Regions from separate parts of the Mus musculus genome. Here all the other regions are linked to region 1. The links are chromatin contacts, called in public promoter capture Hi-C maps. All regions are on one chromosome and are shown on one strand. The core of a region is the stretch at or near the end of the contact, and the rest is flanking DNA. Distances in the headings are between cores, read along the strand shown. Region 1 holds the start of Rdx (radixin). Region 2 holds the start of Npat (nuclear protein in the AT region). Region 3 holds the start of Rab39 (RAB39, member RAS oncogene family). Region 4 holds the start of 4930550C14Rik (RIKEN cDNA 4930550C14 gene). Region 5 holds the start of Acat1 (acetyl-Coenzyme A acetyltransferase 1). Region 6 holds the start of Pts (6-pyruvoyl-tetrahydropterin synthase). Region 7 holds the start of Dlat (dihydrolipoamide S-acetyltransferase (E2 component of pyruvate dehydrogenase complex)).

Region 1 (3,469 bases), core at 672-3,171:
CTCTCCCGTGTGAAGCTACAGATGAGCAAATGAGTTTGTAGGGCCCACAGAGGGCAACTCCTCCTCACGCAGACAAGCTAAAGACTTCCTAATGACTACCCGAGTAATGTTCCAAAATACAGTTTTCAAAGGGATCTATGCAATGAAAGCCACTGTGGTTCTTTTCACAGCATACTGACAATCTGAAAAGGAGTCTGCATTTTGTCATATTTGAAGAAATTATTATTATGAAAGATAAAGTACACACTGGTGCAAGTGACAGAATTCTAAAGATTAAAAAAAAGCCCGCAATCCTAAACATTAGGCTCTCTTTTCAGATCTGATGGGGCAGTTTTGGCAAGCAGATTAAGCCATTATTTATGCAGCAAAATGAACAAGGCAATTGTTTATTCTGTGCTTCGTCACAGTCTTATAAGTATTCTATTAAAAAAAAAAAGATGCTCGGTCAACAATAGATTGCAGTGTCCAAGTATTCTTTTATCACATAAACCCTTGTTATCTTCGGCTTTTACATTTACATCATGCAAATCTTGGTGCCTCCGCACAGCCAACCGGGCATCTCCCTCACACCTCTTTTTACAAAATCTCAACTGTACTTTAAAAAAAAAAATTATAAACTTGACCTCTTAAAACACATTTCCAATGAATAACCACTCTTCTGGGGAGGGAGGAAAAAAAAACAAAACCACCCAGAATCCTGGCAACGTTTACAGAAACATCTGTGTAGGAACGGACTATTCAACTGAAATAACGCACTACTCCCTTTCAAACTTGGCTGGGCGATGGGAGTTTGGGAGCCCCGAAAGGCAGAAAAGCTGAGTTTCCTGGTGGGGTCTGCTCACTGTGCGCCAGGCGACTCCGCGGTGCGGGCAAGCCGGGGGGCCCGGAGGGCGCGGGCCGTGACTGCAGCCCCAGGTAAGGGCGGCCGGGAGCCCGGGCCTGGCCTCGCGGGCTTGCGCGGCGGGACCCGGCAACGCGACGGCCTTTCCGCGGCTCGCGCGTCCGCACGCTCTCTAGTAATCCAACACCCCGACTTTCAAACGGGAGGCCGGGGGAGAAGTTCTAGCCTCGCGGTCCCCGTCCCCGGGTTGCGAGAGAGCGTGCGACCTACGCTCCATGCGGCCCCCGAGGGCGCGCCGACCCGAGCCCCGGGCCCAGTCCACGGCGGCGGGAACCCGCACCGCCCGACGCACGGGGCGGCCAGGCCGACGGCGGACGGCGCGGCGGGAGACTCCGGGTAAGTGGCGTGGCTCAGCCGTTAACGACCACGGCGCCTCTAGGGCGGCCAGGCGCGAGTCCGTCTGTGAGGCGCGCCAGGCCCCGGGCCGCGGCGCCACAGCCCGGCAACTTCTGGCCGCCACCTCAGCGCCTCGGCGGGGAGAGCGGCCCCCGGGGCCTGGGACGGGGGAGCGCGCCGAGCAGGGCTTACCCCGAAAATGAGTGGCTCCTTCCCTGCCCGCCGCCGGCTGGCTGAGGCGCGGCTCGGCGGGGGCGTCGTGGCTGGCGGCGAACGAGCGGAGAGTCGGCGGTGCGAGCCCTGAGCCGCCTGAGAGAAGACGCGCCGCAGCCGCCGCAGACAGCTCGGCAATATGGCCGCCCGGCGCCTCCTCGGGGGGGAAGGCGGGGCCGCCCTGCGCCCCCTCCTCCCGCGGGCCGCCAGTGGCGGGGCGAGGCCGGGGCTCGAGCGCCAACCCCGCGAGCGTGTCTCCCGGCCGCCCCGGGCGGAATCGAGTGGGCCTCAGCCGGGGGTTGGGGGGAGAATACGCGCTGCGGGGCCTTCGCGAAGCTTTCCCCGCGGGACGAGGACGCCGCGGGCCAGCCCGAGTCCGAAGCCCGCAGTGAACGAAGCGGAGCCGCGCGGCCCGAAGCTCGCCGCGCGCCCGCCGCCTGCCCCCGCCCCGCGAGTGGAAACTTGAAACTCCCGCTGGTGCCAGGGAACTCACGGAGGGCGTTTCCAGCGCCCCCGAGGTGGAGCTGTTCCCGGGAGGAGGGGGGATCCCCTCGGCAGCCGCTCCAGGGTGCAGTTCGGTGCTAGGCTGCAGGATCCCGGGCTAGGAGAGGGAAGTGGGCCCAGTGTTTACAACAAAAAGAACATTAATGTGTGCAGGTTTTTAACCAGCTAGAAAGGCTGGTTGGTTTTAAATTTTGCAGTGTTTTTAACTTCCCTCAAAACGCCAGTGGGTATGACCCTATAATGCGATCAGGTTTTTTGTTCTTGTTGTTAGCAGGGATACTCCTTCCTTGGCGGTTAGAAGGAGTAGGCTGAGAAAGGAAAAAAAAAGTTGGAAGTAGGGCCCAAAGAGCAGCCAAACCTAAATTATTCTAGACTTGGAAAAAGTTACCAGTCTGACCATAGTCTCACTGTATCCACTCGCTAGAGAGAGAGACCGAGGCTGCGTTCTGGTGGGGTTACCTCGGTGCTGCCTGCCCTCAGTACTTTCTGCTGGGATTTAGAGTAACACTTGGTGCCACTTGTACACACAGCAATGGTTCAATCCTTACCTGCCTACCGCGTTCCGTTTACTCAATACCTCTTTCGTAAACGAACTGTCAATACAAATATAACGCGAATGTACGTAATTCTTACAGGACAAATACGCCATCTTTAGGGAAGCCTTAGACTTGCCTTTCCTGAGACAGTAGCTCTTCCAGGGACTCTGCAGATCCTTTCTCTGAGCTTCCTCCTCAGTGAGCTACCACCTTCACCCTCAAGAGACCTCACTAAACAATTAAAAAGCCCCCAGAGACTCCAGGTTAATCTCAGAAGTCTTTAGATTGCAAATTCCTCAAGGATGGGAACCAGCTGTGTGCTTTGTAGCCAAAACAGGTTTAGGTGGTTCTCTGAGACCACCAACTGAATACTTGTGGACCCTCTCCCCACGGGTGCAACAAAGATAGGGACAGTAAAAATGTCATGGGAGTCCCAAGTAGTACACTAATCAAACTAAAGTCGGAAGTCGGTGGTACACTTTGCAACTGAAAACGAAGCATTCATTCGTGGTCTTATGTTCAGAACAGTGAAGTGCTTTCACATGACTGCCTTGTTTAATGATTACAACAACCCTGGGCTCAAGGTAAAAGCTATTATTGGCATTAAAAGAAGCTAATGAATAAAGGGGAGCTTCAAAAAAGTTAGTTGTCAGTATAACCTGGCTAGGAAATGGCAGAGCCATGGCCAACCCCAAAGGCATGTTTGACTCAAAAGTCTGAATCTAAGAGCTCTGATCTTATCCTATGTCCTGCAGTAGCAGATGCAACCCAAGTTGTAGCATTTCAGTTGCCATCATATTCGTAAATATTTAAGTAAAAGATAGTATTCAAGCTGCTAAGATAAAAAGGGTACTCTCAAACATTGTGGATGGGAAAATGGAAACAGAGACAAATATTTAAAAAGCAGTTTGGTGGGAGAGTCAGTCGTTCAGAGGGTCCACAGCTCAGAACACATCTGAAGAAAATACTCTGGAATAGA
Region 2 (3,204 bases), core at 35-2,534, 1.5 Mb before region 1:
AACAATACGTATAGGTGGGGAGAAAAAAAATCATGTGAGTCTACTTTTAACCAATTTTGTATGAGCCTAATTTTAAAATTACAAGAAAGCTAAGTTTAAAAATCACAGGTATAAATTTAACTATCCAAGTCTGATGAAGATGAAAACATTCAAAACACTAGTTTTTGTATTTAAGTTTCTCAAAAAATGGACAGTAGAATCGTACAGAGCCTCTTAAATAAGTCCTGCCTAATGTGCAATTTTTATTTTTTGGACAGGGCTGGGCACAAAGCAAATGTTCGTAACGGCTGTGGAAACTATGGAATGAGTCCTCATACTTCGACCACTTTCTTTTAGAGATGTCCCAAATAACGTTTCAAAGTCACTGTCCAGTTTTGAGCCTAAGAGGCTCTTGTTCCCTACAGAACAATCCCTTTTATTCTTTCACAGGACAAACAACGAAAACAGTCTTTTCCAGAGACAGTATCTCCCGACCAACCAGTGGTCTATGAACAAACCCTTTTCGAAAATGGAGGAAAACGAGGGCTAGAACGTGTGCAACCAGAAGTCAGTCGTCGTACCTCCTAAATATTTGCTCAAGAACACGACACGCTGCCGTTCTGAAATATGCAATTGGCGTTTCAAGCCACTATGGTGGGCCAGGGGTGTGGGGCCCTCCCTGTGTCCCAAATTCCCAGTGCTAAGGTCGGGTTATGGGTAAGGGCGTCGGAAAGTCTTTCCACAAGGCTGGGCGGCCGGGGAAGCGGGGGTCCCCCCGCCTTTTCCTTTATCAGTCCCGGCTCTTGACAAGGGAAAGGGTAGGGGACACGCAGCCTCGTCCATCACGCAGGCGACACTCCTTCAGGTGTCCCAGCGGGCCTGGCTGTGCCTCGGAATCCAGGCCCCAGGTGTTCCCCGCCGAGCTTCTTTCTCCCTTCGGCTGCCCCCATCGCGCAGCAGGAGGAGAAGGGACATCCCTACACCGAGGAGCTTCGACTGTCCCAAGGCGCCGAGGGACCGAGCCTCTCCGCTAGTCTGAACTTGGACGGGAGCAGACCACTCCTCAGAGCTTCCCCACCCCGAGCAGCCCTCCCCCTCAGCCCCTGGTCTTTCCGTCCCCTCAGCCCGGGTCCGATCACCCGCCCTCCCAGGCCGCCGCTTACCCAATACCAGCCTGGCTACATCCGAGGGTAACAGCATGATCCGAGCTGCACAGGGAGCGGCCTGAAGGGACGAGACTCAACTCAAAGCAAACACGGCGACAGCCCCGGCGCCGCCGCATCTCCCGGTTCCACTGGAGGTGCTGAACCCGCGGCAATTTGTCCCGCCTCTTTCGTGCCACACTAACCAATCGCTTCCGCGGGAGACAGAAAGGCGCCGAAATGAAACCCGCCTCCGTTCTCCTCGGAACCGTCGTCATTTCCGTCTGCGGAGGGTTGTGGCCAGAGAGGACCTGGTGGCCGGCTGTGGGAGCGTCGGCCCCTGGGCGGAGTTGCGGGAGCGAGGGCAATCGCCATTGGTGCGCACTGCGCAGGCGCGTTTCCTCAGGCCGGGAGACTGTTTTGAGGGGAGCGAGTGTTTTGAGTTGGAGAGCGCGTGATGCCTACGCGCAAGCGCAGTCGTGCGGCGGCGCATGCCGACTTCTTCCTTTGGGGCACCCGTGCCTTACCAACTTGCTGCTTTATAGAGCCGGAAGCGGGAAGGCGTGCGTACAGAACCAGCTGCTAGATCCGTGCACGCGGGAAAAGGCGAAGCGACCTGGGTTTGCATTGGCAGGCAGAATGCAGCGGTAGGAGCGAGGGACGAACGCTCGGGGACTTCTGTGAGGGGAAAATTCTCTTCTGAGCCCATCTTTCCTCAGCTTCCGAATGGCTCTTACCCCTTCTCTGCAGAACGGCCGTCATCTTCTCCCTCTTTCTGCAGACCCTAGATGGAGTGAGCCTAAATCTTCCCTTCTGCACGTCCCTCTTTCCTATCTGTCATCTTAAGGGTTCTGGTCGATCTAGATTTTTTAAATCTCATACTTTAGTCTCAGAGCGTTTATTTATATTTAAGCTACAGGTTTGCACATGTTCGTAGTTAAGAGCACTGGCCCTTGGAAATCACAGTCTCGTATTCTCATTGTCAGTTGTATTGCCTGTGTTGTCTGTAGTAGGTAAGTGGCAGCCACTCTGAGCCTTTGAAAATGTTTAACCTGCGCTCCTTCCCCGGTCCCACCCCCGCCACCTGGCACAGATAAGTAGACAGCTACTTTTTCAAAGCGACAATGTGATAGGAAAAACTGTGTTAGCCGAGGAAGGACTGGTTCTGTGGAAACTGAGCCTGAAAGAATCGACTTTGCTGCTAGATCTTGCCGGGTGTAAATTCTTCTGCAAGATGGTAGCGAAGCTTTCAGACAGAAGGAAGTGCATGGAAAGGCACAAAGTGTAACGAGCTCTTGTTATTGAGTGATACAGATTTTGCAAGTTTCCAGTGTATTGAAGCCAGAGGAAGGGATGAGAGCAAGAAGAGGAGGAAAAAAACAGTCATCAAATAGATTTATAAAGCGATCGTAAGAGAAGACAGTAACAGGATGACAGTTATACTGAATATTTGCTGTGTGTGTGTGTGTGTGTGAGAGAGAGAGAGAGAGAGAGAGAAAGAGAGAGAGAGAGAGAGAGAAAGAGTGAGATAGTAAGAGAGAGAAAGAGAAAGTAGGTGTGTGGTGGGGGAGAGGGAAACAGAAACGGAAACGAACTCCTTAAAGTAGATACTGGTATCATTTTCTCATCTAGCATCCAGAAAACAGGTGCCAGTTTAACCAACATGTTGCAGGTTGGATAACTGTTAATTGAATGGACCTGGATCCGAACAATACAGCCTGACCATAGAACCCACCCTTTTGCAACCCAGGCTAGCCCCTAACTCACAATTGTGCTGCCTGAGCCTCCCCTAGGCCTGCAATACCTGACTGAGCCCCAGTGCTTTTTACCACTAGCCAAGACTAACATGCCACAGGTGGGGTTATTTCTGGGAAGGGGAGATGTAATTATTGTCAAAATGCATCAACTTGACTGAACCCTCAAAAGGAAGATTTGATTTGTCTGTTCAGGGGCTGTTGCTTAGGAAGCTTTTTTAGTTGAATGTTGGGAGCTGAACTATGTTACTTGTTTTAATGTCTCAGCATTTGTTCACTTGATAGCTCTCTTCATCTAGTTGGATAGCTTTGGTTCTGCCACCCACCAC
Region 3 (3,269 bases), core at 351-2,850, 1.7 Mb before region 1:
GGCAGAGGAGTAGAAACTAATAGTAGAGCCAGGTGGTGGTGGTGGTGGTGGTGCACTCTTTTAAGCCCAGCGCTAGGGATGCAGAGGCAGGCGGATCTTTGTGAGTTCGAGACCAATCTGGTTGACAACACTAGTTCTAGGATAGCCAGGGGTACATAAAAAACCCTGTCTCAACAAAACAAAAATAATAAATAAATAAACAGGAAGGAGGGAGGAAGAAAGAGGGGGAAGGAAGGAAGGAAGGAAAGTAGGAAGGAAGGAAGGAAGGAAGGAAGGAAGGAAGGAAGGAAGGAAGGAAGAACAATTGTAGAAGGGAGACAAGATACATACCACATAAAATAAAGATTGACTAATTGCAGACAGGGGCCTAAAGATGCATGGCAGAGGAAAGAAGAGTTCTCTGAAAGTCACGCTTCTTCCTCCAAAACAAAGAAAGGAATTAAGGATGAGTGTGATAGTTAGATGTTGCAAGAAAAGAATGAAATGGTTGGCAAGAAATTTGCACAGTCCTAGCTGTCCTGGAACTCACTCTGTAGACCAGGCTGGTCTTGAACTGAGAAATCCATCTGCCTCTGTCCTCTGTGTAGCTGACACAGAGAGTTACAGGATATAATCTTAAACTTCTGATCCTCGAGCCCCATGTGGTGGAATAATAACCGTGGGCCACCATATTTGTTTTATGCGGAGTTGGGGACTAAACCCAGGGTTTCATGTTGCTAGGCAACTCTACCACCTGGGGGCTACATCCCAGTCCAGAAGAGAACACAGTAAGGTCTCACCAACATTTAAATTACGCTTCGTTTATTAGGTCTTTGGTCATACGCAAGCAGAGGGCAGCTATAGACCGAGAATAATGATGACTCGTATGAGCTTCTCAACATTTTAAGTTTTTCCCAGGCTGAAGGGCCCCAACGAGCATAGGGCTAGAACCATCCTGAAAACGCTGTGGCAAACAGCAACAGGCAATCCTTAACAGAAACTATCAGAACTAGTTCTGCAAATTTGTTTTCTTCAGAGGAAACTGTCAACTGGAATCTTCTGAGAACCCGGACACCACGAATCCACATACAGAAGCCTGACTGACTTTCAAAACTAGGGTCTTAGTCTGAAGAGAGCCTTCGCAGATGCGTGAGAGAAAATGACTCTCACTTCCCATTGGCTGACCTTTCTGGAGTTTAGCCCTTGAGTACATTTTCATTGGTTGCTATTGCTGTCACATCCTTTCGCCACACCCATTCCTTGTCCATTTCCAGCAAGATCTGCACTAGAATACGCTAAGGTCGTCTAGAGTTCTGCTACTTCCCTATCCCCTCAGCCGACGCTCTCGCCGCGCCCCTCTAGTTAGAGGCCCCGCCCCCGCACGACCAATGACCCGCCTCTACAACGTCAGTTCCCTCCCCTTACAGCTGGGGCCCGGCCCCCTGCCCGACGCAGCTGCTCTGCAAGTTAGGTTCCCGCCCCCAACTCACGATCACACCCCTACCTACGGTCCCTTCCAAACTCGTGGCCCCGCCCTCACTCTCAAGCCCCACCCCAATCAGACCAAGTCCACGCCCCCTGCCCGCGGCCCCGCCCCTCCTTCCCCAGAGGGCGGCTACCAGGCGGCGGCCGCAGCCGCAGGAAGATGCTGGAAGCGGGCGGGCGCGCGCCGCGTAGGTGCTGAAGGGACAGTTCCTTAGGCAGAACTTGCTCCTGAGCGCACGGGGCACGTAGGCGATGGAGACTATTTGGATCTATCAGTTCCGCCTTATTGTGATCGGAGACTCCACGGTGGGCAAGTCGTGCCTTCTGCACCGCTTCACCCAGGGCCGCTTCCCAGGGCTGCACTCCCCCGCCTGCGACCCCACAGTCGGCGTGGACTTCTTCTCGCGCCTGCTGGAGATTGAGCCGGGCAAGAGGATCAAGCTGCAGCTCTGGGACACGGCGGGGCAGGAGCGCTTCAGGTAGGGAGGCACCCGCCACAGGCTCTCGAAAGTGCTAGCGCTCGGTGCTCGCTTCCCCTTCGCCCCTCCCCTTCCAGGGGCGACTTCCTCCTCCGCAGTTTCTTCTTTCTTTAGTGCGGATTTCCTGCGCCCCCTTTCTGTCTCCTTTCCTGTCCGAATCAGGGTCGCCGGTCTTTCCCAGCTCTGTCTGCTCCTCTTGGCCGTTTGGGTCCCTTTGGCTCCACCGCTGCCTTCTCCCCAAACTCGACTTCGCTCGCCGTTCACACACACCCTGCCTCAGCCACCCTCCTCCTAGCACCTCCTCCAAGCCTTGACCAAGCCTCTTTCAGGCCCGGGAAATATGCCAAGTGGGGTTCCCAGGTCTGTGAAAAATCTTTAGTTCTCAGCAAGCAGAATTCCAGACGGGGTTCCAGCCCTCGGAACGGTTCACAGAGAGATGCATGCGGTAATGGTTTAAACATCTGAAAGCACCGAGTGTGGTCATCAGAAAATTCTGGGCCATGACCCTCGGGAGTAGGTCTTGGAAAACAACTAAATGCAACATCGGAGTCACTGAGACAACTAAGGGTGTGTGTTTGCATTTATAGGGTGAAGTTTCCTTTAAAAGTTTGTCACCTTTGACGCTTTGGTGTGAAAAAGATAATACTGAGGGTTGTCTGCAACCCTTCCTTTATTTCACTGATGGATTCGTAACATTCTGTATGTGACAACAGAAGAAAGCACTTTTCTAAATGGGGAGAGAGTCAGTCTCAAGTAAATAGTCTCATTCTGGTTGTTTACTGGGGAACCTGAAAGATTGTATAAAGTCGACTGGCCTTACAGAAAAAAAGTAAATGAAACTGAATTCCTTGGATAGTTGAGATTAAATCACATTTAAAGCGTATTTCCAGTTTTTGAGATCGAAGAGTACTTTGTTCTAGAGCAAAGTAAGAAAGCTGATAATGTAGGGAATTGTTTCTTTAAAAATCATATGATCGGGGCTGATGAGATGGCTTAGTAGGTAGAGATGGCTTAGAGCGCACTGACTGTTCTTCATTCTGAAGGTCCTGAGTTCAAATCCCAGCAACCACATGGTGGCTCACAACCATCCCTAATGAGATCTGATGCCCTCTTCTGGTGTGTCTAAAGATGGCTACAGTGTATTTACATATAATAAAAAAAATAAATCTTTTTTTAAAAATCACATGATCAATTGGAACTCTTGTAGGCAAGCATTTTTATATCTCTCAACAAGTACTTTTGCTTGTGAAATAAAGAACTCCGTTAAGGAACTTAACAAATGTGGCTTGCCCTCATTCAGCCAGCATCCATTCCAAGAGAGTTCAG
Region 4 (3,578 bases), core at 746-3,245, 1.4 Mb before region 1:
GTGACCTTTACATACTCTATTGTACGACTTAAACAGCTGTAGCCACAAGGTTTCCCAAGCCTCTAGCCTAGAACTGGGATTGGTTATAGACTTTAACTACATTGTCCATTTTATATATCATGCATTACTTTAAAAAAAAAAACATGAAGCTTGTACTATTAAGGGGTGAAACAAAAATCACTACTTGCACTTCAGTTTCTATTTGAACTGTAAAGAGTAGTAGAGAACTCAGGAGAGAGTCTAGTTCTTAGCCCCTTCCAAGGTTTCCAAAGCTGTGATGGGAGAGGTGGTGGATGTCAAGTTGTTCTACTGTGAGGGTGTTCTGGGGACGTATGCTGAGTTGATTCTTGTGTTAGCATATGAGATAAAAGTGAATTGAGGGGTTGGAGAGAAAGCTCACTGAGTAACTTCTTGCTCTGCCAGCGTGACAATCTCAGTTTGAATGCCTACACACATACACACAGGTAAATGTAAAGACTTTTTTTTTTTTTTGAAATCTCCAGCAATTAACTGTTGCGTTGCACTTGAGCTGATAATTGAACCTACATGGTGGGAAGAGGAAGGGCCGGAGCTGTAGCTCAGGGAAAGAGTGTTTGCCTGACACTTCCAGAAGAATCGCAAAACAACAGCAATAACAATAACGATAAGGAAGAGACTAGGGGTTAACCTTGCCCAGCTTCTCTCAAGTTCTGAGGCTATAAGACTGGCCCTAAGAGTATTTGCATTGTGAAAACTATCAAATGTTTTAAATCGGTATTTATGACTTTTTCTAGTTGACTTAAGATTTAAGGATCTATGGCGATGTGTTAATGATGCAAATTAAAGGTGTAGCGTGTGCATTGCCATTCTGTCGTGACTAGCACAGCAACGCAGAAACGATCCCGAGGAACAAAGGCACTTCGTGAAAGGAGAAAGAAGACCAAAAAGCCTTGGCACGTTCAACTATACTAAATGTTGCTAGTGTACTAAATGGCAGGTCAGGTAAATGTGCATGAGTACAGTCAAAAATGAGAGAGAGAGACCTAACTGCTGATTACCAGCAGTGGAGCCGCAGAGCAAAAGACCGAGGTTGTTGAGGAATTGACAAAGTAGGCTCTGGGCTGTTATGTGGAAGCAGGGACACAGTAGCCAGAAGATGAGGCTGGACTCAAGAGGGCTTGTCTTTTTTAAATATGAGGCACTAAAACGTGAAAATATTGTTAGAGAAGGAGAGATGAAAGGCGCAGGAGAGGGTAAAGGAAACTTATGATTCAGAGCAGAACCGTTTGCTATGAGGCTTCAAACCACGTGGGAAATACTTCAATTCTAAGACCCAAGGAGCACAAGGAAACCATTGCTTAAGTCAGGACTTTACTACACCCAGGTGCGAACTGCCAATTAGGAGAGGACTACCAGCCAGTCTCAAACCAATAGCCCTGTGCTGGGATTCAGAGGGAGCCCTGCAAGTGGACACCCTTGTCCTGTGGTTTCCTCCAACTCCAAACCCGTATTCCCGTTCTCTTTACTAAATTTTATTTTTTTCAGCAAATGTGTCTTCACGATTTTGCTATTCCTCTTTACCTATACATCTTGATACTGAGGGACAAGACAGAAATCCTAAGCATGTACCCTTTAGAATGCTCCCTCCATCTCTAAATATTTTAGGGAGAAAAATCTAAAACCACATACTGCATTTAACAGGGTGGAGGAAACCCAATGCGAGAGGTGGGTTAGCAATATCCCCGAAGCTGCAGCTCCTGAGTTAGGGCGAGGCTGGAGTGGGGGTTGGTGAGGTAGAGGAAAGCTTTTCCATCACAGCAGAGCAACTGTGCCAGGAGAGGGGTTTGGGGAACAGAGCATGGAGAAGGATGGTAGCATACTAAGATCGTGAGTATTTAGCGTCTTTCAGCAGGCCAAGATCAAACCAGACACCAGAGCAGAAAGGAGCTGGGGAGGGAACATGTCCCTTGACTTGCCAATCTCTGTCGCTCTCCGCTGTTTCCTTGGTAACGACTTAGTCAGTCGGAAATGACTTAATAGCTCCTTCCCTAGCAACCTTCTTAGGCCCCGCCCCCAACCCTGACCATTCTCACTTTGATGTTTGTTCTGGTAGAAATCTCGCTCTCTTCCAGTCTCAGTGCCATAGAGGCAGAGGACTTGAGAAAGGAACTCAGAGAGATCTCGGGCATGTGACGGGCCTTGCTGAAGGCCTAAGTAACATGAGGTCTCAGACTAACGCTATTTCTAAATTTAAGCTCCTTAGCCTGACACGGGTTTTAAATAGAGGACTTCACAGAACCCGAAAGCACACTGCATATTTAATGCATGCTTTATTGACTTGAATGTTGAATATCCTGCACGCCGACATTACCTCAATGTCAGAGTGTAACAATGTAAAATGAAGAGTATTCAGACCTGCCCAGTTCTATGTTCTTGCATGGAACATAATTTGTGAGGAAGATGAACTTCTAGGAAAATATTTTCCTTACATACTAAATGCATTTTTACGGGGGGTGGGGGCGGAATCTCTGTAGGAAATTCGGTGACAAAGTGAATGTCAAGACCTTCAAAATTATCACAGTTTCCATAAACAGGGCCTTGGGCTTTGGTTCTCCTTCAAGACACTGTGGCCATGCGTAGAGAGAATACTTGTGTGTTGTATGGATGCATCACCTGTCAATTAAAAAGTCTGTGGCCTATGGCTTAGGCAGGAAATGGGAGGTGGAACATCCAGGAGGCAGAAAGGATTCTGGGATAGAGTCCCAAGGGAGAATAGCCCGGGAAGATGTGAGGAGACCGACTCATGGTGCCTGAGCATTGATAGCCAGCCATGTGGCAAAATGTAGGTTAAAATAATGGGTTTATGTCGATTATGTAAGTTATGATCTAGTCAGAGAAAACCCTGGCTTTATGGCCAAGGTATTTGTAAATATATTTTGAGTCTAAGTCTTATTCCTGGGAGCATGAAGCTGGGAGTCAGAACCAGCCACGTGTTAGCACACAGATAGGAGTAAATTTTTTTTTTTTCGAGACAGGGTTTCTCTGTGTAGTTTTGGCTGCCCTGGAACTCACTTTGTAAAAAAAAAAAAAAAAAAAAAAAAAAAAAAAAAAAAGGATTAATTTTCTTGTTTTTGTTTAAATTTTTTTTCCATAAGGGTTTTTTTTTTTTTTTTCCAAGGCAGGGTTTCTCCATGTAGTCCTGGCTGTCTTGGAACTGCAAGGGGAATTGGGGGCAGGGCACAGACCCTCTCCAGCGTTGCAGACTGGGTGTTTTAGGCAAGGGATTGTGGGCTGTGGTTAGGACTTTCCCTCAATCAGCCACAGTCGAGATTTTAACATGTCTTAAAATTTGGGATTATAGTCAGGCATGGTGGCACATGCCTTTAATCCCAGGCAGAGGCAGGCCAATTTCTGAGTTCGAGGGCAGCCTGATCTACAAAGTGAGTTCCAGGACAGCCAGGGCTATACAAAGAAACCCTGAAAAAACAAAACAAACAAACAACAACAACAACAAAAACCTCAATGCTGGGGCTGGCGAGATGGCTCAGTGATTAAAAGCGCAGACTGCTCTTCCGAAGGTCCTGAGTTCAAATTCCAGC
Region 5 (3,598 bases), core at 257-2,756, 1.6 Mb before region 1:
AATACTATCAGCTCTTAGAAAGGACCTGGGTTCAGCTCTCAGAACACAACAGACAGTTCCCAACTACCTACAACTTCAGTTTTAGGAGTTTTGACGCCCTCTACTGTCCTCTTCAGGCGCCTGTATGCACTTGGTGCAGATACACAAAGGTGCATATACACATACACACACTTTACCCCAAAAGGGTCTGGGAAGATGATTCAGTGTGCAAAGTGTTTGCATCACAAGAAAGCGTTTAGAGCATCATCCATGTAAAGAGCTAGGCGTGGTGGCCCTTGATTGTAGCCCCAGTTCCATGGATGGGTGGATAGGGTTGAAGGAGTAGAGATGGTGGCTTATTAGCCAGCCATTCTAGTGCAAGGAGAGATAGACCCTGTCTCACAAAACAAACAAAAACAAAACAAAACAAAAAACACCAAACAAAAAGCAGCAGAGAGTCTCAGAGGGAGTTATCTGAGGTTTACCCTTGGCCTACACAGGAGTGCACACAATTACATGAAACAAGTCGACTTGAAGTAAATTGTTCAATTTGTATGTTGTGCCTTTTGTTTTACATCAAGGAAAATTAATGTCACAAGCAGAAAGATCTGCTATCCCCAACTGAAGATTCAAAGTCAGCAAATGGCCTGGCATAGTGCTTTTAATACCAGCACTAGGGAGGCAAAGACAGAAAGATCTCTGTGAGCTCAAGACCATCCTGGTCTACATAGTGAATTCCAGGATAGCCAGAGCTACACCGTGGGACCCTATCTAAAAACTAACCAAACAAAACCTAAGCAAAACAATCCTCCAACTAGCCTTAGCAATGGGTTACACAAATGTGAGAATTATCATGTAATATCAGTTAATGCACTGTTTCTGTTTTGTTTTAATTATTTGGAGACAGGGTCTCCGTCTGTAGTTTTAGTTGTTCAGGGACTCGCTATGTGGACCAGGCTGGCGTCGAACTCATAGAGATCCACCTGCCTCTTTCCTGAGTGTGTCCCATCACACCCAGCCTGCGGGGAGTTTCTTTGAAAGTTGATGTAATCTTATTATTACTCAGTGAAGTTTAGATAGTAATATGTATTTTACTTAGCATCCTACAGAAAAACAACTTCAACATTCTTTTAACGTAAGAAATTGGTTTATTTGTATTATAAATGAATATAATGGGAATTGCTGGAAACATTTACCAACATCCTTTGTCTGGGTAATACAGTCACCTGATCAGGCACGGCAAAGTGAATGGAAAGTCTCGGACTGCACGAAAACTACAGGCATCTGGAGGCAGAAACAACTGGCATCAACAATCAACAGTTTAGCGTGCACCACCTAGGTGTCAAGCCACGTGGTCATTAGTCCTTTTTTTTTTTTTTTTTTTTTTTTTTTTTTGGTCCAGGAGAGCCTCAGCTCAGTCCTCGGGCCAAGCGCCAGGCCCCGCCCTCTGGCTACGGGCCAATCGCCGCCAAGCGCAGCGATCTTGGACTGCTATTGGAGGAGAGGGTCGGGGCGGTGCCCGCCACGACGTCGCAAGCTCTGCGGTGGGGAAGTGGAGGCCGCGGCGCGTCTCTCTGCCCTTGACAGCCTTTCGCGTCTCCATGGCTGCCCTGGTGGCTCTGCACGGCGTCGTCCGCAGGCCTCTGCTTCGCGGGCTGCTGCAGGTGAGCAGGGTCGATTCCGGGGGTGGGCCGGGATCGGGGAGCCCACCAGCCGCCCGCGAGGTCCGTCCTCGTGGGCCACAGCGCTCAGCACCAGCGCCTTGGGGATCGAGTGCCTGCGCCGTCGTGTGTCAGTCCACCTGTCAGTCTGTGCTACTGTCACGCTCCGCATCAGCTGTGCAGCAAAGCTTGGGCCTGACCAGGCGCGATCCCAGACTGCAGAGAGCTGAGTCTCTCTGTAGGCCCAGGAGTTTCTAAGACGTTTTTGTGACCTTGTGATTTCCTTTTCCTTGTTTTTTTGTTTGATTGGTTTGAGTTTTGGGGTTTGGTTTGTATTTTGTTCCACTGGTTTTTCTGTGGAACCCTTGCTGCCCTGGAACGCTCTCTCTCTCTCTCTCTCTCTCTCTCTCTCTCTCTCTCTCTCTCAAGATCAGGCTGGCTTCGAGCTCATTGGTCTTCCTCCACCTGCAGAGTGCTGGGATTAAAGGCATGAACCACCACCTGGCTAATCATTGGTTTAATTAATTGTCTTAATCAGAGCTCAGGCACTATATGGCAATCAGAAGATTGTCTTAAAACTAACAAGATGGCTACTGAGACAGTACAAGAAATAATTTTTATTTGAAGTGAGTGCCTCGCTTCTGATGGTTGTGTTCGGCGAACACTTTGTACTTTCCAAAGGTGACATTCTAGACTTTGTCGGTCAGTCTTTAAGAGTCTGGAGTTAGGTTTGCGTGGTTTTGTTTCTGAGAAAATCAGGGTTCGCCGAAACGGGTAGTTCTGGCAATAGGAGCTGAAAGAGAGCATTGCTCTGCAAGAGATTGTGAAAGAATAATTGAGGGCCCGAGGCTTGGAGCTGGAAGCTGAGGGCAAACAAACTATAAAATGAATCTTACTTGAGTTGCTGCTCGGGCAAGAGGAGCTTGAGATCAAGGATTTCAACCCACGTGGGCAATTTGGAGATACCCAGTCTCCGAAAGATAAAAAAACAATAAGTACTGGGTGACTGCAGTAATAGGAAAGCCAGAGGGATAGTCTATTTTCTCATCTGGAGATGGGCAGAACCTCACTCGTAAAATAAGTGTTCCCGGGGCTGGAGAGATGGCTCTGTGGTTAAGAGCACTGACTGTTCTTCCAAAGGTCCTGAGTTCAATTCCCAGCAACCACATGGTGCCTCACAACCATCTGTAAAAAAAGGAATCTGATGCCTTCTTCTGGTGTGTCTGAAGACAGCTACAGTGTACTCATATGCATAAAAAAAAAAAAGTGTTCCCAAGAAAGACTCGTGTGCCTTTTTCCTTCTGACCCTTCCTTCTCCTCCCCTCCCTTTTCTTGCCTCTCTCCCCGCCCCAGCCCCACTCTCCTTCCTCCCCCTCCCCACCATTACTATTACTCTCTTTCTAGTGGTTTTGCTAACTAGGTCATCTGACTTTGAACTCCTCACTCCCCTACCTCAGCCTCTGGATTATCTGGAATTGAAAGAGTAGCCATCATGCCCAGAGGAGTTCTGGATGAGTAAGTAAGTTTCGCGAGGATGGCTGGAGAGAGGTCCATGAAATTAGGTTAACTGGGATTCTGGATAATGTGCCTGGACGAATTAATTAGATAAGCCAGGTAGTCAAGGTGTGTAAACAGAAGTGTGCAGAGCCGGCTTAGTCTACACTGGAGGCTTTATAACCAAGTGCAAACTATCTTCTGCATGATAAAAGTGAGTCTGAACTGGTGTAATGGAGTCCATCTAAATGTAATTCTGCATTGAAGAAGCTGAGGCAGGAGGATTGTGATTTGAGGCTACCCTGGGCTGTATAGTGAAAGATGGTCTCAAAACAGGGCAACCAAAATAAAATTGATGTATAGAAATTGATATAGAACTTGGGTCTGGAGGAGGGATTTCTGTACAGTATCAAATGTAATTTAATGATCAATGAATCCCCTACGCTCTTAGTCCTAGATTTGGG
Region 6 (3,401 bases), core at 160-2,659, 1.5 Mb after region 1:
CTTCAGTCAATATTTCCAATACACTCTCCTCCGTTTTGCATGCACCCCAAGGTAGCCAAGAATTTGTCACTGTGCATTAAGCAAGCTACGTTTCCACATTTCCTTTGCTTAAACTCTTTCCTCTTGGGATTTTCTATTTACCCATCTGTTGGACTCCTTAAAACCCATCTCAGACTAATTTGCTCTTGGAAGCTTTCTTTTACTCTCTGACACAGAAATGGTAATTTTTCACTTGACATATTATTTGTTGGACTGCCCCCATTAAACTGAATTTTCAGATAACAGGGACCATTTTGTTGTTCTGAAGTACATGTGTCTAATACTTAAAGCATCTGGGATTAAGGTCTTAACTGTGGTGGTAATGCAGGCCCTTAATCCGAGCATTTGTGAGGCAGAGGGGCAGAGGCAGGTGAGTTCCAAGCCAGTCTGGTCTACAGACCAAGTTCCAGGACAGCCAAAGATACTTGGGTAAACATTTTTTTTAATTTAGTTTTTAAAATTTAATTAATGGATGGGTGATGTGGGGGCTGCCTTGCCAAAGGTGTCCATTTGAATTATGTATAGGATTTTATCCTTTTGAGACGGACCTTGAGCTTGTCACCCTCCTGCTTCAGCCTCAGTGCTGGGATCACTGATATATGCCATCTCTGACTGACAACATTTAATAGAAGCTAACCTTCTGAGACAAATATCTAAACACAGAACCAGCAAATGTTGCACAAGAGCGGTTGGGATTACACTGGAATACCTTTCCATTTCAAAAACTCTGAAAGCCAGGAATCTAAAACCAGGAACAGCGTATTCCTTCTGAGGGCTCTGAACGGTGAATCTGTTTTCTGGCTGTCTCTGGTTTGAGGAAGTCTCTTTGTATGACATTCTCTCACTTGGATATTGAGATGTCAAAATTTTCCTTTATTTTCCACTTAAGCTAGTGTTTTACTATGTTGCCTAGAACAGATCGGGACTCCTAAAATCAATGCCCCAGCTTCAGCCTGCAGGGTAACTCTAATGACAGTGCATTGCCATCCTTAGCTGGGGTTTCTTTTTGGTTAAGGACACTTTCAATGTGGTACCGGGCTGGAGAACATCTGATAAGGGCACCCAGACATTGGATTTGTCAAACCCAGGACTGTCAAAAATGAAGCGAAAGAAGAAGACACAAACTAACCTGGCAATTTAAAAATCCAGGCCTCTGGCTTCTCACCCACCCACTGGCCCCAGGTATTTCTGACTGCCTAGCGAAGACTGAACAGCAGGGGGCGCTAGTGTTTGCCTCCAAGTCGGCCGAAGGGTGCCGCGAGTCGAAACCACTCCCAGGAGTGCTTTCGGCAGGGAGGGCCGAGTTTGCACTGCGCAGCCGCGGGGGCGGGACTGGCCTCGGTCCCGGAAGCCGGAACCGCTAGCTTGTGAGTCTTCGGTCCGAAGACCATGAGCGCGGCGGGTGACCTTCGTCGCCGCGCGCGACTGTCGCGCCTCGTGTCCTTCAGCGCGAGCCACCGGCTGCACAGGTGGGGTGTGCCCACGTGTGTCACCGCACGCGCGGGTCTTGTCCCGCTATGTCCCTGGGGGGCGTGGCCACGCGCGTGGGTTAGAGCCGAGCTGGGGCGGGCCGAAGAGGAAATGGTGAAGGTGCGGAGCTGCACTACCGGCACTCACCCGGGAGAGGGCGGTATAGCTCCGATCCCGGAGGATCCACTCTGGAGAGTTTCCCTCCAGAGGTTGCCCACATCCAGAGGTACAATGACAGGAGCATGGGCTACCGGGTGCAACCCAAGGTAGTTTTCATCCCCCTTTTACCAAAAAAGTAAAACCAGCCTTGATACTTTCCAAAGGAGCAACACAGTCGGGAATTGAATCCCAGAGAAACAAGACCGCACCTGAGAGTTGGTTTCAAAGGGAGCTTCGTTACTCACTTGAAGGTTTGCTCTTTGGATCTGCATGTCATCATCAGAGAACGGCCTTTTCTAACAACAGGGTTGTCATAGGGAACAGCTGACACTTGTCATCCCTCTACCCCCACCCCTCCGTGTGGTCAAGTTGGGTACAGTGAGAATTTTCTTCAAAAGTCTTGTGAGCTGTACTGCTCTAAGTGCGCAGTAGGAGAGAGTGAAGGGGATAAGAAAGAGTTTAAAGAATTTAAATAAAAAGTTGTGTTTGTGTGTGCTTGTGTGCTGTGTGCACAGCTTGCACGAAAGAGTCTGTGGAAGCCAAAAGAGGATTCCTTGAAACTGGAGTTACAGGCTTCTGAGCTGTCACGTGGGTGGGCTGGGACCTGAACCCTGGTCTTCTGCAGTAGCAGTAAGCACTCTTAACTGCTAAGCCATCCTTCCGGCCTCTCAAAAGGGATTTTTATAATAGGAAGCTTACACACAAGGTTAGTAAGGATGCACAGATAAGTTGACTGATACAGATTCATTAAGCTAATTGTTTTCTGTCTGGAATGACAGCCATGTGTAGTAAGTTTAAAGTTTCACCTGACTTGAGTGTCCTGGAACACATTGGTAAGGTTTCCACTAGGCAACTGCTGAGGCAGAGGAGGGCAAGATTGTGAAAAGAAGAGCCTGAGGTCATTATTTGTCAGGAGGAATGACGTTTTTAAGCCGCTGGAGGATATGTATGTCTTCGTGCTTATCACTGCTCCTTGCTTCATCTCTTATCCCATAGCTAATACTCAGGGCTTGTTGAATTGGAAGGTGGAGCCGGGATGTAGCACAGTAGGTAGAGTGCTTGACTACACAGTGCCTGCTTACATAGATCTCAGGACTTGGGAGGTGGAGGCAAGAGGGTCAGAAGTTGGAAGTCGTGCTAAGTTACCTAGTGAGTTTGAGGCCAGCCAGGGATAGAGGAGACCTCGACAGAGAGAGGGCAGGAGAGACAGTGCTGACTATGGGCAGAGTTGTTGACATCTTACTGTGGACTAAGTGGGTTGAGATGAAGGTCTTGGATGATTTATGTGGTAATCTAGTTTAATTAGAGAGTGGAGTGTTGGTTCTTGATAGAAACGGGGATCATGATATGCAAGCGATCTAACCAGTTGATCATCTACAGTGACATGAAATTGTAGAGTTTTCTGGACGTCTGAACTTCGGGCTGACCTCTATCTTTCTCCTGTCAGCCCATCTCTGAGCGATGAAGAGAACTTAAGAGTGTTTGGGAAATGCAACAATCCGAATGGCCACGGGCACAACTATAAAGGTGAGGGAGGGGCACATTCCCTCCTAGCCTGTTGGGAAGAAGGACGAGGGGGCTGGGAGCCAGACGCTTCCGGGACAGGGTCAGGGCTCTGAGCCCTTCAGTGGAAATTCAAGACAGAGTCATTGTCTTGGTTGGATGGGTGTTCTGGTTTACCTCACAATTGTCTACCATGTTAAAGACAGTAGAAAACAACAACAAAATGAGTT
Region 7 (3,515 bases), core at 675-3,174, 1.4 Mb after region 1:
GATAAGGCTAATTACATAACCCATCCAATGGATACATATTGCATAAATGTTGCACATAAATCATTACTCAATAACTGAAAGTCAAGCACTCAGCAGGATTACTGCTATACTAATTCAGAAGACAAGGAGAAACAGCACATAAGATCTTCATCTGCCTCACACATTAGTAAGTTTTGTTTTTTTTTTAATCTGATGTGTGTACCGCATCAGAAGGTCTGTTCGTGACTGCACAGCATACAAAGGTGACGTCACCAAGTGTTGATGCTGCTCAGTGACACTAGGATAGAAAATGAGGGAAAATATACAATATTTATCTGAGACCGAGTTAATTTGCTTAATTAAGTTGCATCCATTTTGTGAATGACAAACCCCATTATTTGTGACTGAAAAAAAATTACATTGTGTCTATACCCATTTTCAATAGACATTCTTTTAGGATGGACACATAGTTTAGTCCTATAAATGAGATACCCGTGTGAACTGTGCTGTCAGTCTAAAAAAAAATCGCTTAAATAGTTACTACAATACATAGAGTTGATTTATAGTTGTCAATATTGAGGATGCTGCTTCAGATAAATATGTACCATATGAGCTGGCAAGATAGCTCAGTGTTGGTCTGGAGAGATGGAGTTGGTTAGCATATACACAGAAAATAATGTCATAATTTAATATATATATATATATATATATATATATATATATATATATATATATATTATATATATACATAGAATAGGAAAATCTAGGGAGACATTTACTGGAAAATTTAGTCCTAATCTCAAACCAAAATTCACTGATTGATTTTCTATGAAATTCAAATCAGCCACGGCAATTTTAAAATCCAAATACTCATAACAATTCAACCTAAAGATTATACTACTATAATGTTTATATAGAAGGGATAACTGTGGGAAATGTCTTTCTGCAATTAAATCATTATGCTCACGTGAGAGCAGAACACTTTGTACAGTAAAACCAGTGCGAATCACACCATACACGGGGAATCTGTGCCAAGGTGTTTCAGGCAGTGTTGGCTGGCCTCGTGTGACACCGAGGGCATGGCAGTACAAAGGGCACGGGTGTCCTCACAGCCACAGCTGCAGCGACGCGGTAGGATTCAGTGTAGGCAGCAGTAGTGAGAAACAACCTAGGTTGGCGCGGCTGGGTTCGGCAGCTTTTCACTGTTGCCATTTTTTTTCTTTTGACCCCACATTGTTACTCCATAGTTTAAGAAAGGTTTCTGTTGTTGTTTTCCTATTGAATTCACAGAACTGCGGGACAGCACGACAACGACTTTCGCAAAGTTGTATCTTAAACCTTTCTTTAAAAAAAAAAAAAAAAAGAATCTCAGTATGTAGCCCAAGCTGGCCTGGCAATGAACAGCATTAAACCAGGCTGTCCTGGAATCTAGGGTTCCACCTGCCTCTGTCTCCGTAATGCTATAATTAAAGGAATGTGTGTGTGTTAAAATATTTTCGCTATTTAAGAGGATACGGTGGAAATCTGGGGGTAATAAAACTGCTTTTTACAAACAAGTATCTTTATAGAGGAAATATAATTAGTCTTCTGTGACTAACTGGAAATGTGAAAATGTACCTTTCTCTTGGCTGCCCTTCACATCATTTGGCTGAAAACCCTGCTGCTCCCGTTTCCGGTGGGTTAGGGACCTAGGACAGCCTGCACGGGGCGGGCTCTGCAGCCAAGGGTCACCCCCTGATCCCCCGTCACTCGAGGGCCTTTCCTTTCTCCAACTTTCCAAGGTGCGCCCGCACCCATCGACCTAAAGCTTTGCATTACTGTCAGCCCGGGCTCTTTTCCCCAGCTTTTTCTTAAAGCAAAGGCGGTCGTTCCCTTTGGCACCGCCTCCCTGCCCTCAGGCTGCAGCCGGTCCGACTCTCGGGTCCCTTAGAGCGGCCCTGGTCCGTACTTCCCATCCTCTGCGACACCTCTCCTAGGGCCTTTCCCGTTTCTCCCAAACGTGCACCGCCCCCGCACTGCCTCGCAGCGCCTTCGTCACCGCAGATCCTAAGCGGCAGCCTCCCGTCCCTCTCGGGTGTCTCCGACGCGTCCCCCCCGCAGAGGGGCACGGAAACCCTACGTTCCGGTCGCCCGTCCAAGCAGCCGCTTTTACGACACTGCGCGACCGCAGTGCGCGGCTGACGGCAGAGCCGCGCTGCTCTTGGAGAGGTCACTCCGGAGACGGCGGAGCCTTTGGGGCGTGGGGGTCGGTGGCAGTAATGTGGCGCGTCTGTGCGCGGAGGGCGCGGAGTGCTGTGCCCAGGGATGGGTTCAGGGCTCGGTGGGCGGCCTTGAAGGAAGGCCCCGGGGCCCCATGCGGGAGCCCGCGGATTGGCCCCGCTGCGGTCCGTTGCGGTAGTGGGATCCCCCGCTATGGGGTCCGCTCCTTGTGCGGCTGGAGCTCCGGCTCCGGCACTGTCCCGCGTAACCGCTTGCTGCGACAACTCCTGGGGTCGCCCAGCCGCCGCTCTTACAGCCTCCCTCCGCATCAGAAGGTGAGTGACCCACCCTGGAGCCTGTTGTCCTTCAGAGCCCGCTCCTTGGCGTGGGGAATCCTCCTTGAGAGGCCTCCGACAGCCAGCTCCCTCCCAGATCTATTACGGTCCCTCGCCCAAGACCTTCCCAGTGGGCATCTTTTCTATTGAAAGAGGTCTAAGCCTGCGGCTATGGGCAAAAGGTCTGAGAAGTCTCACGTGCTTTCTCAGATCCACTAGACTGACTGGAGGATCAACCTGCCTCTGAAAGTCATGAATTTCTGGAGTGCTAGATCTCCCTTTGTATCTCCAGTGAACAGTTTGAAATGTGACTCAGTAAATACTCTGCATGAACTTGGGTGGAATGAAAGCACGCCGAGGGCTAAGTATGCCTGTTTAAATGTATGCTTCTTTTTCTGCAGGTTCCATTACCTTCCCTTTCCCCTACAATGCAGGCAGGCACCATAGCCCGCTGGGAAAAAAAAGAAGGGGAAAAAATCAGTGAGGGTGATCTAATTGCAGAGGTAAGTCTTAAAACACGCAGATTTTACCTAAGGGAGTGGCTTTGCTGAATAGACTAAAGCTTAGCCTTCTGGTAGGTAGTTTCCTCTTTCTCTTTAAGAAGCAGCTCCCCTCCCACCTCCCCATTTATTAGAGATGATTGGTTAGCTACGTTGTCAGCAGCTAGCTAAATTGTTTTTGAGATCACGGTGTAACTCTGGCTGGCCTGCAATGCTCAGAGATATCCCCCCCCACCCCCAATGTTACAATGTTAGCAATGCCTAGCTTCTACCCAAAATGTTTTTAAACCGTTCTTTCAAGTCTGTGGTAGTGGGTTTTATCTTCGTATGGATTTCTAGACACATTCCAGTTAACTGCCTCTTGGCAGTACAAACCTAAGCCAGTGCTTTTGTGCTAACAGGTTGAAACTGATAAAGCCACTGTTGGGTTTGAGAGCCTGGAGGAGTGCTATATGGCCAAGATCCTTGTTCCTGAAGGGACCAGAGATGTTCCAGTTGGGTC

The links. Promoter capture Hi-C pulls out the DNA fragments that hold promoters and counts their contacts. Capture Hi-C pulls out chosen DNA fragments and counts their contacts.
Region 2: a contact with region 1 is called in a promoter capture Hi-C map of pre-B cells, with 7 times the contacts expected there. The contact joins the promoter of Npat here to the promoter of Rdx in region 1. A contact is called at or near these places in 14 of 39 promoter capture datasets (the 3T3-L1 cell line, 3T3-L1-derived adipocytes, the C10 cell line and 9 more), 1 of 484 Hi-C or Micro-C datasets (CD4 T cells) and 9 of 115 datasets of contacts at active chromatin or transcription factors (astrocytes, embryonic midbrain, embryonic stem cells and 4 more).
Region 3: a contact with region 1 is called in a promoter capture Hi-C map of pancreatic islet, with 24 times the contacts expected there. The contact joins the promoter of Rab39 here to the promoter of Rdx in region 1. A contact is called at or near these places in 3 of 39 promoter capture datasets (the C10 cell line, hippocampal neurons and pre-B cells), 1 of 115 datasets of contacts at active chromatin or transcription factors (astrocytes) and 1 of 9 other capture datasets (pancreatic islet).
Region 4: a contact with region 1 is called in a promoter capture Hi-C map of hippocampal neurons, with 9 times the contacts expected there. The contact joins the promoter of 4930550C14Rik here to the promoter of Rdx in region 1. A contact is called at or near these places in 15 of 39 promoter capture datasets (the 3T3-L1 cell line, 3T3-L1-derived adipocytes, the C10 cell line and 10 more), 2 of 115 datasets of contacts at active chromatin or transcription factors (embryonic stem cells and epiblast stem cells) and 1 of 9 other capture datasets (embryonic stem cells).
Region 5: a promoter capture Hi-C map of liver shows a contact between it and region 1, with 6 times the contacts expected there. The contact joins the promoter of Acat1 here to the promoter of Rdx in region 1. A contact is called at or near these places in 6 of 39 promoter capture datasets (cranial neural crest, frontonasal cranial neural crest, hippocampal neurons and 2 more) and 2 of 484 Hi-C or Micro-C datasets (B cells and CD4 T cells).
Region 6: a promoter capture Hi-C map of pre-B cells shows a contact between it and region 1, with 4 times the contacts expected there. The contact joins the promoter of Pts here to the promoter of Rdx in region 1. A contact is called at or near these places in 3 of 39 promoter capture datasets (liver and pre-B cells) and 1 of 484 Hi-C or Micro-C datasets (CD4 T cells).
Region 7: a contact with region 1 is called in a promoter capture Hi-C map of liver, with 6 times the contacts expected there. The contact joins the promoter of Dlat here to the promoter of Rdx in region 1. A contact is called at or near these places in 7 of 39 promoter capture datasets (the C10 cell line, cranial neural crest, hippocampal neurons and 3 more) and 1 of 484 Hi-C or Micro-C datasets (CD4 T cells).

The regions. Positions count from the first base shown.
Region 1 is chr9:52,046,393-52,049,861 of GRCm38.p6, reverse strand. Rdx (radixin) reads right to left here and starts at 1,921. Exons shown (of 14, transcript NM_009041.3): 1 at 1,430-1,921. It also overlaps the pseudogene Gm6981.
Region 2 is chr9:53,535,127-53,538,330 of GRCm38.p6, reverse strand. Npat (nuclear protein in the AT region) reads right to left here and starts at 1,284. Exons shown (of 18, transcript NM_001081152.1): 1 at 1,143-1,284. The coding sequence starts at 1,179. It overlaps Atm (ataxia telangiectasia mutated), which reads left to right and starts at 1,660. Exons shown (of 63, transcript NM_007499.3): 1 at 1,660-1,768.
Region 3 is chr9:53,704,563-53,707,831 of GRCm38.p6, reverse strand. It overlaps Rab39 (RAB39, member RAS oncogene family), which reads left to right and starts at 1,600. Exons shown (of 2, transcript NM_175562.3): 1 at 1,600-1,943. The coding sequence starts at 1,717.
Region 4 is chr9:53,403,703-53,407,280 of GRCm38.p6, reverse strand. 4930550C14Rik (RIKEN cDNA 4930550C14 gene) reads right to left here and starts at 1,995. Exons shown (of 9, transcript NM_001376944.1): 1 at 1,669-1,995.
Region 5 is chr9:53,608,258-53,611,855 of GRCm38.p6, reverse strand. It overlaps Acat1 (acetyl-Coenzyme A acetyltransferase 1), which reads left to right and starts at 1,506. Exons shown (of 12, transcript NM_144784.3): 1 at 1,506-1,643. The coding sequence starts at 1,581.
Region 6 is chr9:50,526,664-50,530,064 of GRCm38.p6, reverse strand. Pts (6-pyruvoyl-tetrahydropterin synthase) reads left to right here and starts at 1,409. Exons shown (of 6, transcript NM_011220.3): 1 at 1,409-1,508; 2 at 3,116-3,195. The coding sequence starts at 1,429.
Region 7 is chr9:50,658,189-50,661,703 of GRCm38.p6, reverse strand. Dlat (dihydrolipoamide S-acetyltransferase (E2 component of pyruvate dehydrogenase complex)) reads left to right here and starts at 1,924. Exons shown (of 14, transcript NM_145614.4): 1 at 1,924-2,513; 2 at 2,915-3,016; 3 at 3,415-3,515. The coding sequence starts at 2,238.